Linked DNA regions of Mus musculus: regions 2 and 3 are each linked to region 1. A link is a contact called in public promoter capture Hi-C data. All regions are on one chromosome and are shown on one strand. Each heading gives the region's core, a stretch centred on a gene start, on an enhancer-like site or on the middle of the called end of the contact. The rest is flanking DNA. Distances are from core to core; before and after follow the strand shown.

Evidence for each region. Promoter capture Hi-C pulls out the DNA fragments that hold promoters and counts their contacts.
Region 2: a contact with region 1 is called in a promoter capture Hi-C map of the SN4741 cell line, with 5 times the contacts expected there. The contact joins the promoter of Wdr66 here to the promoter of Mlxip in region 1. A contact is called at or near these places in 8 of 39 promoter capture datasets (the 3T3-L1 cell line, the SN4741 cell line, cranial neural crest and 4 more), 8 of 115 datasets of contacts at active chromatin or transcription factors (astrocytes, craniofacial prominence, embryonic forebrain and 5 more) and 2 of 9 other capture datasets (adipose tissue and pancreatic islet).
Region 3: a promoter capture Hi-C map of pre-B cells shows a contact between it and region 1, with 2.7 times the contacts expected there. The contact joins the enhancer-like site here to the promoter of Mlxip in region 1. A contact is called at or near these places in 4 of 39 promoter capture datasets (the C10 cell line, liver and pre-B cells), 1 of 115 datasets of contacts at active chromatin or transcription factors (memory CD8 T cells) and 1 of 9 other capture datasets (pancreatic islet).

The regions. Positions count from the first base shown.
Region 1 is chr5:123,392,786-123,396,545 of GRCm38.p6, forward strand. It overlaps Mlxip (MLX interacting protein), which reads left to right and starts at 2,013. Exons shown (of 17, transcript NM_133917.3): 1 at 2,013-2,557. The coding sequence starts at 2,145.
Region 2 is chr5:123,251,574-123,255,389 of GRCm38.p6, forward strand. It overlaps Wdr66 (WD repeat domain 66), which reads left to right and starts at 2,215. Exons shown (of 21, transcript NM_001370840.1): 1 at 2,215-3,185. The coding sequence starts at 2,232.
Region 3 is chr5:123,148,473-123,152,210 of GRCm38.p6, forward strand. Setd1b (SET domain containing 1B) reads left to right here. Exons shown (of 17, transcript NM_001040398.2): 6 at 1-283; 7 at 3,363-3,738. Among named protein-coding and RNA genes, the nearest start is that of Setd1b, 8.1 kb to the left of the region's middle. Within about 2 kb of position 1,774, at least 282 of the 459 cell types and tissues checked have an H3K27ac peak or open chromatin away from gene starts, as enhancers often do. A contact at or near this core is called in memory CD8 T cells, pancreatic islet and pre-B cells, where this site is marked.

The DNA.
Region 1 (3,760 bases), core at 763-3,262:
GCTGAAATAAGCCCTTTCCTCCCCAAGTTGCTTTTGGTTTCTCACAGCTATAGAAAGCCTGAGAGACCTGGGCAAAACAGAAAAACATCAATCATTTATGTATTTATCTTTTGAAACATGGTCTCCTTACATAGCTCCGGCTGTCCTAGAACTCACTCTGTAGACCAGGTTGGCCTTGAATTCATAGAGATCCTCCTGCCTCTGCCTCCCAAGTGCAGGAATTAAAGGCATGTACAGTATACCTGGCACCTAGGCTAATCTTACACTGCTTTCTGAGTGTTCCCTGTAGCTAGGGAACTACCTAGGCCAGCCATAACCCCCATTATATTTTCAGGTGTTTTTTTTCTCCATCACTTTTAAATATAATTACATACATGAGTACTGTATTTACACCATTTCCACTCCCCAACCCCCACCCAACTCCTCCCTTGTCTTTTTCTCACTCCCTTTGAAATGTGACCTCTTCTTTAATTATTATTTTTAAACATGCAGGCACACACACATGTATAAATATAGCCTGCTGAGTCCTTTTAGTATTGATAGGATGTGTTTAGAAAAGGTGACTATGTGGGGTTGGAAAACCCATCTTCTCCCTGGAGAATAACTCTTTCTCTCTCTCCCCCCCGCATCATTAGTTGCCTGAACTCCATTTAAGAGGGGGTCTTGTGAGATTTCCCCCATCCATCTTGGGATGTCAACTGGTGCTGCAATTTTGTAGTTCTTGTTTAGACCATGGAGATTTCACAGGTGTAGCTTCCTTGTCATATACAGAAGACACCCTGATCTTTTCCCCTCTTATAATCTCTCGTGGTGGTTACAAGGCCAGCCTTGTCTACATAAGGACTACATGTAGAGATTCTGTCTCCAAACAAAATCTTTTATTTATTTATTTTTACCTTTATTTATCGTGAGAAGCGCAGATGCCACAGTGGGGTTGGGGTGGTCAGAGATTAAGTTGTTGGGAGTCTTCTATCTTGTGGGTCCCACGGGTTGGAATGAAGGTCAGACTTAACAGCAAGTGCTTTTATTTACCTACTGAACCATCTCACTGGATTTCCTAAAATATAAAATAAAATAAAAGTGTCTTTGAGACAGGGTATCATGCAGTTCAAACTAACCTAGAATTTGGGGAACTTCTGATCCTCCCACCTCTGCTCCCCTCCTGTTAGGATTGCAGGCACGCGCATGTGTTACCATGACTGGCTCATTGCTATTTTTAGGTTGACACAACTTTCTGAGACCTAGGAATTGCAGTAAAGACAACTAGGCTCCAAACTTCCCCTTTGGAATTTGGCTTCTGGGCCAAACTTCCAAACAATAGCGACAGTATTTTGATTTGTGGCTGAAGTTGTTGGGTCTGGAGGCAGACAGCTAGGCTCCTGCAGAACTCTACTACTGTTTAAGAGCGGTGATGCCCAGGAGCCATGCCTTAACCCGGGAGAGTCAGTTTCTGCCCCTAAGGATGTGATGATTCTGTGAGCCTTGCTCTTGGGTCTTGTTGGAACCTTAGGCACACCCCTTAGAGTGTAGGTAACTCAATCTTCTCATCAACAAAATGGGGACGGTAGACAAAATCAGGAAGGCTTTTGAGGACTCAGTTCCGGGTATGGAGGGAGAAAGCTGGCCTAATGTGGGGGAAGGAGCTCCACCCCTACCCACCACGTGGAGTGCCCTCCTTGCCCGCAGTGAGGCCGCAGGGCTATTCCCAAGCTCCGGGCGTGGCGGAGGCGGGGCAGGGGCTGGAGCCAGACTAGTTGAACAGACAGCCAATGCCGCCCTGAGCCCAGGCTCCCCGAGAGGCGCGGCCTGGCTTTCTCGTCTCTCTACTCCAGGGCCAGCCGGAGGGGAAAGAGGACAGCCAGGGGCCGGGCGTGGAGGCGTGGCCTCCGGCTTTTTTTTTTTTTTGTCCGCCCGGAGAAGAAAAGCTTCCTCCTGCACCTTTAAGAGGCAGAGGCGAGCATCCGATTGGCCAAGACGACAGTGACGTTACGAGGAGGCCCGCGCCCTCCCCCTCAGGCCGCGCGTTCCCGGGCAGTCTGCGCGAGGGCCGGGCCGGGTCGGGCCGGCGGCCCCCTCCGTTCCCCGTGCTTCTCCGCTTTACGTCGCCCCGGCTCCCGGGGGATGCCCCGGACCAGGTTCTCCTCATGGCTGCCGACGTTTTCATGTGTTCGCCGCGCCGGCCCCGCAGTCGGGGCCGTTCGGTGCTGCTCAAGCCTCAGGTGCCCGAGGACGACGACGACTCGGACACAGACGAGCCGTCTCCGCCGCCCCCCTCCGGCGTGGCCACTTCAGCCCGGGCCCACGCGAGCGCCGCGCCGCTGCCGCCTCGGGCCGGCCCGGGCCGCGAGGAGCCTCCGCGCCGACAGCAGATCATCCACAGCGGCCACTTCATGGTGTCCTCTCCGCACCGCGAGCACCCGCCCAAGAAGGGCTATGATTTCGACACGGTCAACAAGCAGACGTGCCAGACCTATAGCTTCGGCAAGACCAGCTCCTGCCACTTGTCCATCGATGCGTCGCTCACCAAGCTCTTCGAGTGCATGACCCTGGCCTACAGGTAGGGGACCCGGTGACGCCCCCACCCGACTCCCAGACCTGGCCGAGCCCCATCTTCACCCCGGTCTCTCTTGAACAAAAACCCAGCTTGGACCTTTGGCTTCACACTGTCCCTTTGGAAATTCCTTCTAGGACGATTTGTGAGTCTGGGGTCTCCACCATGGAGAGAGGCGCCAGGGTTCCGGCCTTGTAGCCCTGTCAGCCGGTCGTTCCTGGGTTCTTCCGGCTTCGTGTTCCCCATCCAGGCCCTCCCCTCCTCCAATGCCCGTGGTCACCGGTTTTAGACAAGAGTTAGGTGTAGCTACAGGCTGTGTGTTGTTGTTTTCCTCCTTTTCTTTTGGCTCTGTGGACCCCTTCCTTCTATTGCTTTGTGTGTTTACAGCAACACCCAACGGTTAAGATCACCTGTCCAGGGTGGCTAGGGCGCTGGCTGCACTATCTTAATGATTGTGTAACGCCTTGGAGCCTGTTTCCTTGTCTATAAAGGGGGGCGGGGTGGGGGGTGACAGTAGTGTTGACCTCTAGGGGGCTGCTTCAGGGAAGGGTTGAGATAGGCCGAGTGGGTTTTTAGGTGCTGCTTAAATGTGAGTTACTTTTCCTGATTGTCCATGCATCTGGAGCCTGGGTTCTCTTACATCTCCTTTACAGGGAAATTCTGAGGCAGGACCCTTTGCACACAGTGGACTTGTGGAGTTTATTTTCCTGGGAAGTTGGAATTTGTTTTTGTTTTGTTTTGTTTGTTTGTTTCCTTTTTGAGCCAGGGTCTTTTGAGCAGATGCTGGCTGGCCTTGAACTCCTCCTGACTGCCCTGCCTCCGCTTCCCAAATTCTGTGATCACAAACATATGCCTCTCATGCCCACATCTGGCTAGAGGGTTTTCTGACTGACCCTAAAAACTTATGTGTGAGATGTCAGTAGGGCTGACATCCCAGACACTGCCCTGAAACGGGGAATTCAGCTTTGGACAGAGATCTCTTTTGAACGTCATAGAAATGCCTTTCCTTGGAGGGCTAGCCTTTCTTTCTACCCTCTTACTCTTCCCCAGTATGTCTTCTAGGCAGGCATTTTAGGCAAGTTTTCTGCCTCAGCCAGAGACCTTCTCTGAACTGCTAGTGATTAGAGCAGCCCATATGGGTGGTAGCTTCAAGCAGGACCCACACTGACTGGGCTTGCTTTAGCAACTATACTGGCTTTGGCTTCATGA
Region 2 (3,816 bases), core at 965-3,464, 140 kb before region 1:
AGTCACATCTCATTACGGATGATTGTGAGCCACCATGTGGTTGCTGGGATTTGAACTCGGGACCTTCGGAAGAGCAATGAGTGATCTTAACCACTGAGCCATCTATCCAGCCCCCAACGTCTAGTTTTTATTTATGTATTTATTTATTCATTCAATCATCCGTTCATTCATTTATTTATTTTACTGCTTTTATGACCTCCGGAAGGGCTTCCTGACACTTGAGGGAACCCCACCACCCAACCCCCACCGAGTTTTTTGAGCAGGTCTCCGTTTCCCCTCCCCTACGAATGCCCAATCTGGAGAAAATAACTGCAAACACTACTTTCGTTACATCTTGTCCAACTTTAGGAAAGTCAGAATCGCCAGTGTAGGGGAGTAGCTCTTGTGGAAGTGTCCTTTAGGAAAAAGCTGTGGCGTGAGCTGCTAGCCCGGCAGGGGGCAGGCTGGTCCGCCTCGAGGCCGCTTTCTGGGCACGTGATTACCATCCTGCTTCCTTGCTTTCCTGCGACTAGCCGTTGCCATAGGGACGGAGCTTGGTTGGCAACCGTCACTAGGGAGTATGGACAGGAGCCCCTGGAGGTCTCTTGGGATTTCCCGAGGCTGGACGACCCAAGGCTTTTGAGAAAAGAAGTGGGAGCGTCCCTGTAAGTGCGAAGTGGAGGGTGCGGCTCGGGTTGGGGTCCGGGCCAGGCAGCGGCAAGGGTGTGGGACCTGGGAGGTCCCCAGGAAAAGAAACTGGTGGCTCCTGGACCTCGTGGTAGGATAGACTTGCGCACCTGTGGCATTGCCCCCGCCTGGGTGTGGAAAATGTCAAAGTGGCATTTTTTTCAAACAAAAGAACTAAATTCTAGCTCTGTCGTAAGTCGTGCCTCCCAGGGCCACAAACTTTTTCATTTCCTTTTCCTTTTCCTTTTCCTTTTCCTTTTCCTTTTCCTTTTCCTTTTCCTTTTCCTTTTCCTTTTCCTTTTCCTTTTCCTTTTCCTTTCCTTCCTTCCTTCCTTCCTTCTTTCTTTCTTTCTTTTTTTAGAAAGATTGTGCTGGCCTAAGAACTCGAGTGATCCTCCTGTCTCTACCTCCTGAATCGCAGTATTACAGACATGGGCCTAGCCCCCTGCTCCCAAACTCTTGCTTCATGTAGGTGCAAAATGAGAGAATGTATCAGAGGAATTAAATTTTTTTAAAAAATGATTTTATGTGTGAGACTGTTTTGTCTGCATGTATGTATGTGTACCACCTATGAAGTTCCCGCAGAATACAGAAGAGGGTGTCAGATCCCCTGAAACTCAAGTTACTTATGGTTCTGAGCGATCGTGTCATGGCTGGGAGTCAAACCTGGGTCTTCTGAAAGGGCAGCCAGAGTGCTCTTAATCACTGAGCCATCTCTCCAGCCCAGAATTAACTTTCTTTCTTTCTTTCTTTCTTTCTTTCTTTCTTTCTTTCTTTCTTTCTTTCTTTCTTTCTTTCTTTCTTTCTTTCTTTGCACATACCATGTTGAATGTGTTGATTTGGGAGTTAGTTTTCTCTTCTGGCCATGTGTTTCCCAGAGGAGGGGGCTCTGTCTACCTTAGACTTAGGGTCTCACCTGCCCCAGAGGTCTTTAAAACTCTCAGGTTCTTTGCAGAAAACTATTGCTTTTATCCCCATAGTACCTGATATCCCCCACCCTGCTTTTTTTTTTTTTTTTTTTTTGGCAAACACTTTGGGTGAACCTGTGTTGAGCATTTGACATGTATTGCCCCAGTCTGCAAATCATGTGAGAATGTAGGATTATCATTTTTATTTTTTTGCCTGTGAGCAAATTTGAAGAAAGGGTAAAATGGCTTGCGTCTAGTCACAGAACGAGGCTAGCGGAAGTTGGAGAGGAGGGAACCTTTAGCTGGCAAGCTTACACTTCAGTCATCAGCCCATCTCCCTCTCTTCTTCCTCCCAGCAGGGTTTTGCAAATGCTTGCCTTATGCATTTTGTTGCCTGTGGGAATATGAATTATTTAAAGTGAGAAGACTCTAAGATCAGTCCTAGAAAGATGGGAGGCCCTGGAAGTCAATATTTTAAAGATTTCTGAGACTTGAGCTGGGCTTTCCCAAGAAGCTGCCATTCTTTTCTTCCCACAGGAAGGGACCAGAGCTGCTTCTGCCCATTTCGACGTGTTAGCACCTCAGGAAGCCGGCACAGGAAATAGAGGGACCTGCTGAATCTACGTTAAAATTTCTGTAGCGGAAACTACAGAAGAAATGTCAGATACAGAAGAAAACCCCCTAGAAGAATCAAGAGAAAGTGGAGAGATGGAGGAGGAGAAGGAGGAGAAGAAGGAGGAGGAAGAGGAGGAAGAGGAGGGGGAGAAGGAGAAGGAGGAGGAGGAAGAGGAGGAGAAGGGGAAGGAGGAGGAGAAGGAGGAGGAGAAGGAGGAGGGGAAGGAGGAGGAGAAGAAGGAGGAAGAGGAGGAGAAGGGGAAGAAGGAGGAAGAGGAGGAGGAGGAAGAGGAGGGGAAGGGGAAGGAGGAGGAGAAGGAGGAGGAGAAGGAGGAGGAGGAGAAGGAGGAGGAGAAGGAGAAGGAGGAGGAGGAGGAAGAGGAGGGGAAGGGGAAGGAGGAGGAGGAGGAGGGGAAGGAGGAGGAGGAGGAGGAGAAGGAGGAGGAGGAGAAGGAGGAGGAGAAGGAGGAGGAGGAGGAGGAGGAGGAGGAGAAGGAGGAATATAATCCAAGTTTTGAAGAAGATGCTCTGCAGCAGAGCCTAACTGAGGGCTCACTGTCATGGGAGGAGTCTCAGGAGGATGGAGAGGGGCTGGAGGAGTGGGTGGAGAAGGAGGAGCAGAGAGAGGGAGAGGAAGTGAGAGGGGAGGAAGAAAGTGAAGTGAGAGGAAGGGAAGAGGAAGAGGGATGGGAGGAAGAGAAGAGCGGTGAAGAGGAAAAAAGTGAGGAGAGCGAGAGAAGTAAGGAAAGGGGAGGTGAGGAAGAGGGCCAGGAGAAGGAAGAGGCGGAACATGAGGGGGAAAGGGAGGAGGGAAGAGAAGAGGAAGAGAAAGAGAAGAGTGTGGAGCGGGAGGAGGAGGAGGAGGAGGAAGATACTGAGACAACTGAGACAAAAGCTGGACGAGCCAAGGAGGAAAAGAAAGAGAAGCAAAACAAAACAGCCCTGGTGGACAATATTGTCATCAGCCATGAGCCACCCAGGTCAAGCTCCTCCCTGGTGAGTCCTCCCCAAGCTCATCCACCCACTTACTCAGAATCATCCTCCCTGGTGAGTCCTCCCCGAAGCTTGTCCACCCATTTACACTGAATTGTCTGTCGCTTGGTGCTTGGCATGTGCCAGGCTGTGGGAGTACAAAACCAAAGTGAGACAGTCCCGAGGTTGGAGAAACAGCCAGGCCATTAAGAGCCCTAGCTGTTCTTACTGAGGGCTGAATTTTGGGTTCCCAGCACCCATGATGAAATGCCTTATAACTTTAGATCCAGGGAATTAATTCAATGTCCTCTTCTGGACTCCTTGAGCACCTGCACAACACACACACACACCACATAAATACACACATTAAAGAGAAGAGAAAACCATATGCTAAGTTCAGTAATTTTGAGATGCCTAGGAGGGTGGTTTAATCCAGTTTGGAGGCAGGTCAGTCCAAGCTTCCATGAAGTGTGTACCTAACTTGTAAAGGGTCAGTAGGTCAGCTGAAGGTCTTGGGACTGAGTTCCTGTGATATAATAGTGTGAATTTCTCACAGCTTGCTCCCCCCAAGAAAGAACCCAGCCCTGGTCCAAGGACAAGACTCCTAGTGGTGTTTCCAAGAGCCTACTGTGTGGCCTTTGGTGGGTGGGTCTGT
Region 3 (3,738 bases), core at 524-3,023, 240 kb before region 1:
CTCCTCCCAACTCTCCCCGCTCAGCCACTTTGGCACTAACTCGCAGCCCGGCTTCCGCGGTCCCTCGCCACCCTCCTCGCGCCCCTCCAGCACAGGTCTAGAGGACATCAGTCCCACACCACTGCCTGACTCTGATGAAGATGAGGACTTGGGCCTGGGCCTGGGGCCTCGGCCCCCACCTGAGCCAGGCCCCCCAGACCCTATGGGTCTGCTAGGCCAGACAGCCGAGGTGGATTTGGACCTGGCAGGAGACAGGACCCCCACCTCAGAGCGGATGGATGAGGTACCACCATGCCTGTCTGTCTGTCTGGGATTGATTTTGTCTGTCTTGTGTTCTACTCCTGATACATTTTACTAGCTAAGATGCGGGAGCAACGGGACCCTGTAACGCTCCTCCCTGGACGCAGGCTAAGTTCTGAGCTCTGGCGGGGTTTTCGGAGAGACCCTAGGCTGTGCTCATGGTCCCAGGTCATTGTCTCTGTTAATGGCGCTGTGTGAGGCTGGCTCAACAAACACTCCCAGGTGTTCTTTCTCAGAGCCTGGTGCCCTGAAGAGAGGAGAAAGCATGCAGGTGGAGCGGTCCAGCAGTCCATCTGTCCATCTGTCTTCCTTTTCTTGGTGGCTAATTTAGGATCTAACGTTTAGGGGGAAGGGGTTAGGGTTAGCTTTGGAGGGGAACAGAGTGTAAATCAGATGAAGGTGTCTGCCCCCTACTCCTTCCTTTCTTCCCTCTATCTCATTACCCAGACCTCCTGTCTCAAGAAGTTTCGAAGCTGGGATGGTGAAGGTTCCACTGTCCAGGTTTTCTAGGGGAGAGGATCATTGTGTCATCTTTCTAAGCTCAACCCTGGGTCCTTGTACTAGGGGGCCCAGCACGCATTAACAAGTAGACGCTCAGATAAGAGACCCATGCACCTGTGGACACAGATTTGCGTGTCCTCCATTAGCCCCCTCTGGCTGCCTGCAAAGGAACTTTGGGAGTCAGGGGAGGAGGTGGGGCCGCAGATGGCTGAGGCTCCTGGGAGCCTGCTAGCAGTTCTGGGGAAGTGGTTTTCTGGCTTCAAGGGTCAAGGCAGAGGGAACTGACAGGTGTACTTGAGCTAACTAACTAGGCTGTAGGCCCTTCCCCCATCCCTCTTAGGCAGCCTAGGTTTGGCGGATGTTTATCATGCCAGCCACCTGGTCCAGGGTTGAGTCGCTGGAGGTCACAGGCCGCCCTAACACTCTCTCCCTTCCTCCCTCCTTCCCTCCCTCCCTGGGCATAAGAAGAGGAAAGCTGAGGCTGGGAAGGCTGGAGTCTGGACTGCTCCAGGACAGAATTATGGAGATGCTTCAGAGTAGAGCTAAGCATCAGGTCGGCCCTCCGGCGCCCCCTGCTGGAGGTCGGGAGAGCAGTACTTAGGTTCTGCTGTCTGGTAGTGCTTGGTGTCTGTAAGAGCTCTTGCCCCGACAAGGCTGAGGTAGAGAGGACCCGTGGGAAGGGACAGGATAGGCAGAGGCTGGTGAGTTTAAAAAAAAAAAAAAAAAGGTTTCAGCCCCAGAGCCTTAATTAGCTGCCTTGTCACACGGACTATGTGACCTCTATAGAGGAAGGTCTTTTCTCTCTCTAGTCTCAGTTTCCTCATCTGTTGAGTGGGTCTGTATGAGTCCTGCCTCACCATCTCCATGGAAACAAGGTGTCCCTTCAGTTTGCCTGAACTACAGGCACTGCGGCCAACTGGTTCCCACCCGCTGTGGCCAGGGAGGGAGGGGGCAGAGCCAGTTTGCCTGCGCCCCTGTGATTGGCTGACTATAGCAGCCGGGAGTTAACCCTCTGAGCGCTGCTCCACGGTGATGCTGGGTGCTGTCCGGAGCTGACGTTAGGGCATTCTTTCTCTTCTTGCTCAGCTTGCCTGGCCTGCCCTCCCAAGGGTACCTTGAGAGTGTGCTCTCAGGATGTGTTGTGTTGTGTGTACAGGGGGAGATGAGAGTCTAGACACTCCTTTCCCCAGCAGATGACTCCTCTGAGGCCCTTCTCATCAGGTGGTGTGTGACCTCTGACCTCCTGCCTTCTCAGCCTTCCAAAGCACCTACTGTCACTTAAGCTTTGTTTTCTTAATATTTTCACCCAGGGTGAGATGTGTGTGTTTGGGAGGGGGGGGCGGGGCGTCTGACCCACAGAGTCCCTTGCGGAACCGGAACTCATTTTTCTCACCTTCCCTCCAGCTCCCACCTCTAAACCATAGCAACTCAGGGCCTCTCTCCAGTTCCCAGGCTCAGATGCTAACATCTCAAAAGACCCAGATCTCAATAGACTCCTCCCACATCAAGTTTGGCCCAGGTTGTCCTTTGATCCCGCCCCTTTCCACCCCCCTTGCAGTCTTAGCGGAAGCTCTTCCTGGGGCAGGTGTCTGGTGTGTGTGTGCCCTAGCCCGGCTTCTTGAGGTCTGTTGTGGGATGCGACCACGCATGTCTGTAGCTCTCAGCCTTGCCAGCCTGTTCTAAAAGCCAAGGAGACTTAAGTGAGAAGATTGAACTGGCCCAGTGGGAGTGAGCTGGCCCAGCTCTGGAGCTGTAGAGCACTGACCTAGCAGCATGTCAGCTAGGGCTCAGTCCCTAGCACAAAAACAAACAGAAACCCCTTCTAATTGATGGGTCCTTAAGGCGGCTGCCTACCCCCACCCAGGCTGCCAGCACTTCCTCGAAGCGGGTACCTTTTGCACTAAGCCCTGCTGGCCACAGTGGCTGAACCCCAGGCTGGGGAGCCACTTCCTGTTTCAAATCCCCCGGCTGTGGCTCTTATTGGTTGCATGGTCTCCAGGAAGTTACTAAAGCCTTTACATGTCCTGAGTTCCTCCTTAGTAACAGTGGAGAGAACAGACCCCTCCGCCCAGAGTTGTTCTAAGAACTGGCCAATGCATGTAAATTTTCCTGGCACGTGGGAAGCATCACTGAGTGTTAACTCTTTCCTGTGATCTTTCAGACTCTCTCAGACCTCTGCGGGGTTCTCCCCACACCCTGTTCCCTTCTCTCGGCCTTTCCCCTTCCCCATGCTGAGATTTCTCATTCCGCTTACGTTTCACCTCCACCATTTTTTAGAAGTTCAGCTCCATACAAATCAAGACTTGTGGCTGTCTCGGTCACTTTCGGCTTCTCCGCATCTAGAACAGTACCTGGCACACAGGTGCCGCAGAGGGAATGGCTATTTGGATGCCCCTTGTACCAAAGGAGAAAAGTATCGTTTGGAATGGTTGACTGATGTGCCCGAGGTCTGGCCAGCACGCTGGGAGTCCCCCACACTGATCCCCTGATCCCCTGATCCCAAGACTCTGACTCCTTGGTGCTTGGAAAATGCTTACAGAACCCTCACTGCTCTCTTCCAGGGCCAGCAGTCCTCAGGAGAGGACATGGAAATCTCAGATGATGAGATGCCCTCGGCCCCCATCACCAGCGCTGACTGCCCCAAGCCCATGGTGGTGACCCCAGGGGCCGGGGCTGTGGCAGCCCCCAACGTGCTGGCTCCAAACCTGCCCCTGCCCCCACCCCCTGGCTTCCCTCCATTACCCCCGCCCCCTCCTCCACCCCCACCACAACCTGGCTTCCCCATGCCCCCACCTCTGCCTCCACCACCACCACCACCACCACCAGCCCATCCTGCAGTGACAGTGCCCCCGCCACCCTTGCCAGCGCCCCCGGGTGTCCCGCCCCCACCCATCCTTCCGCCGCTACCTCCCTTCCCACCGGGACTGTTTCCTGTGA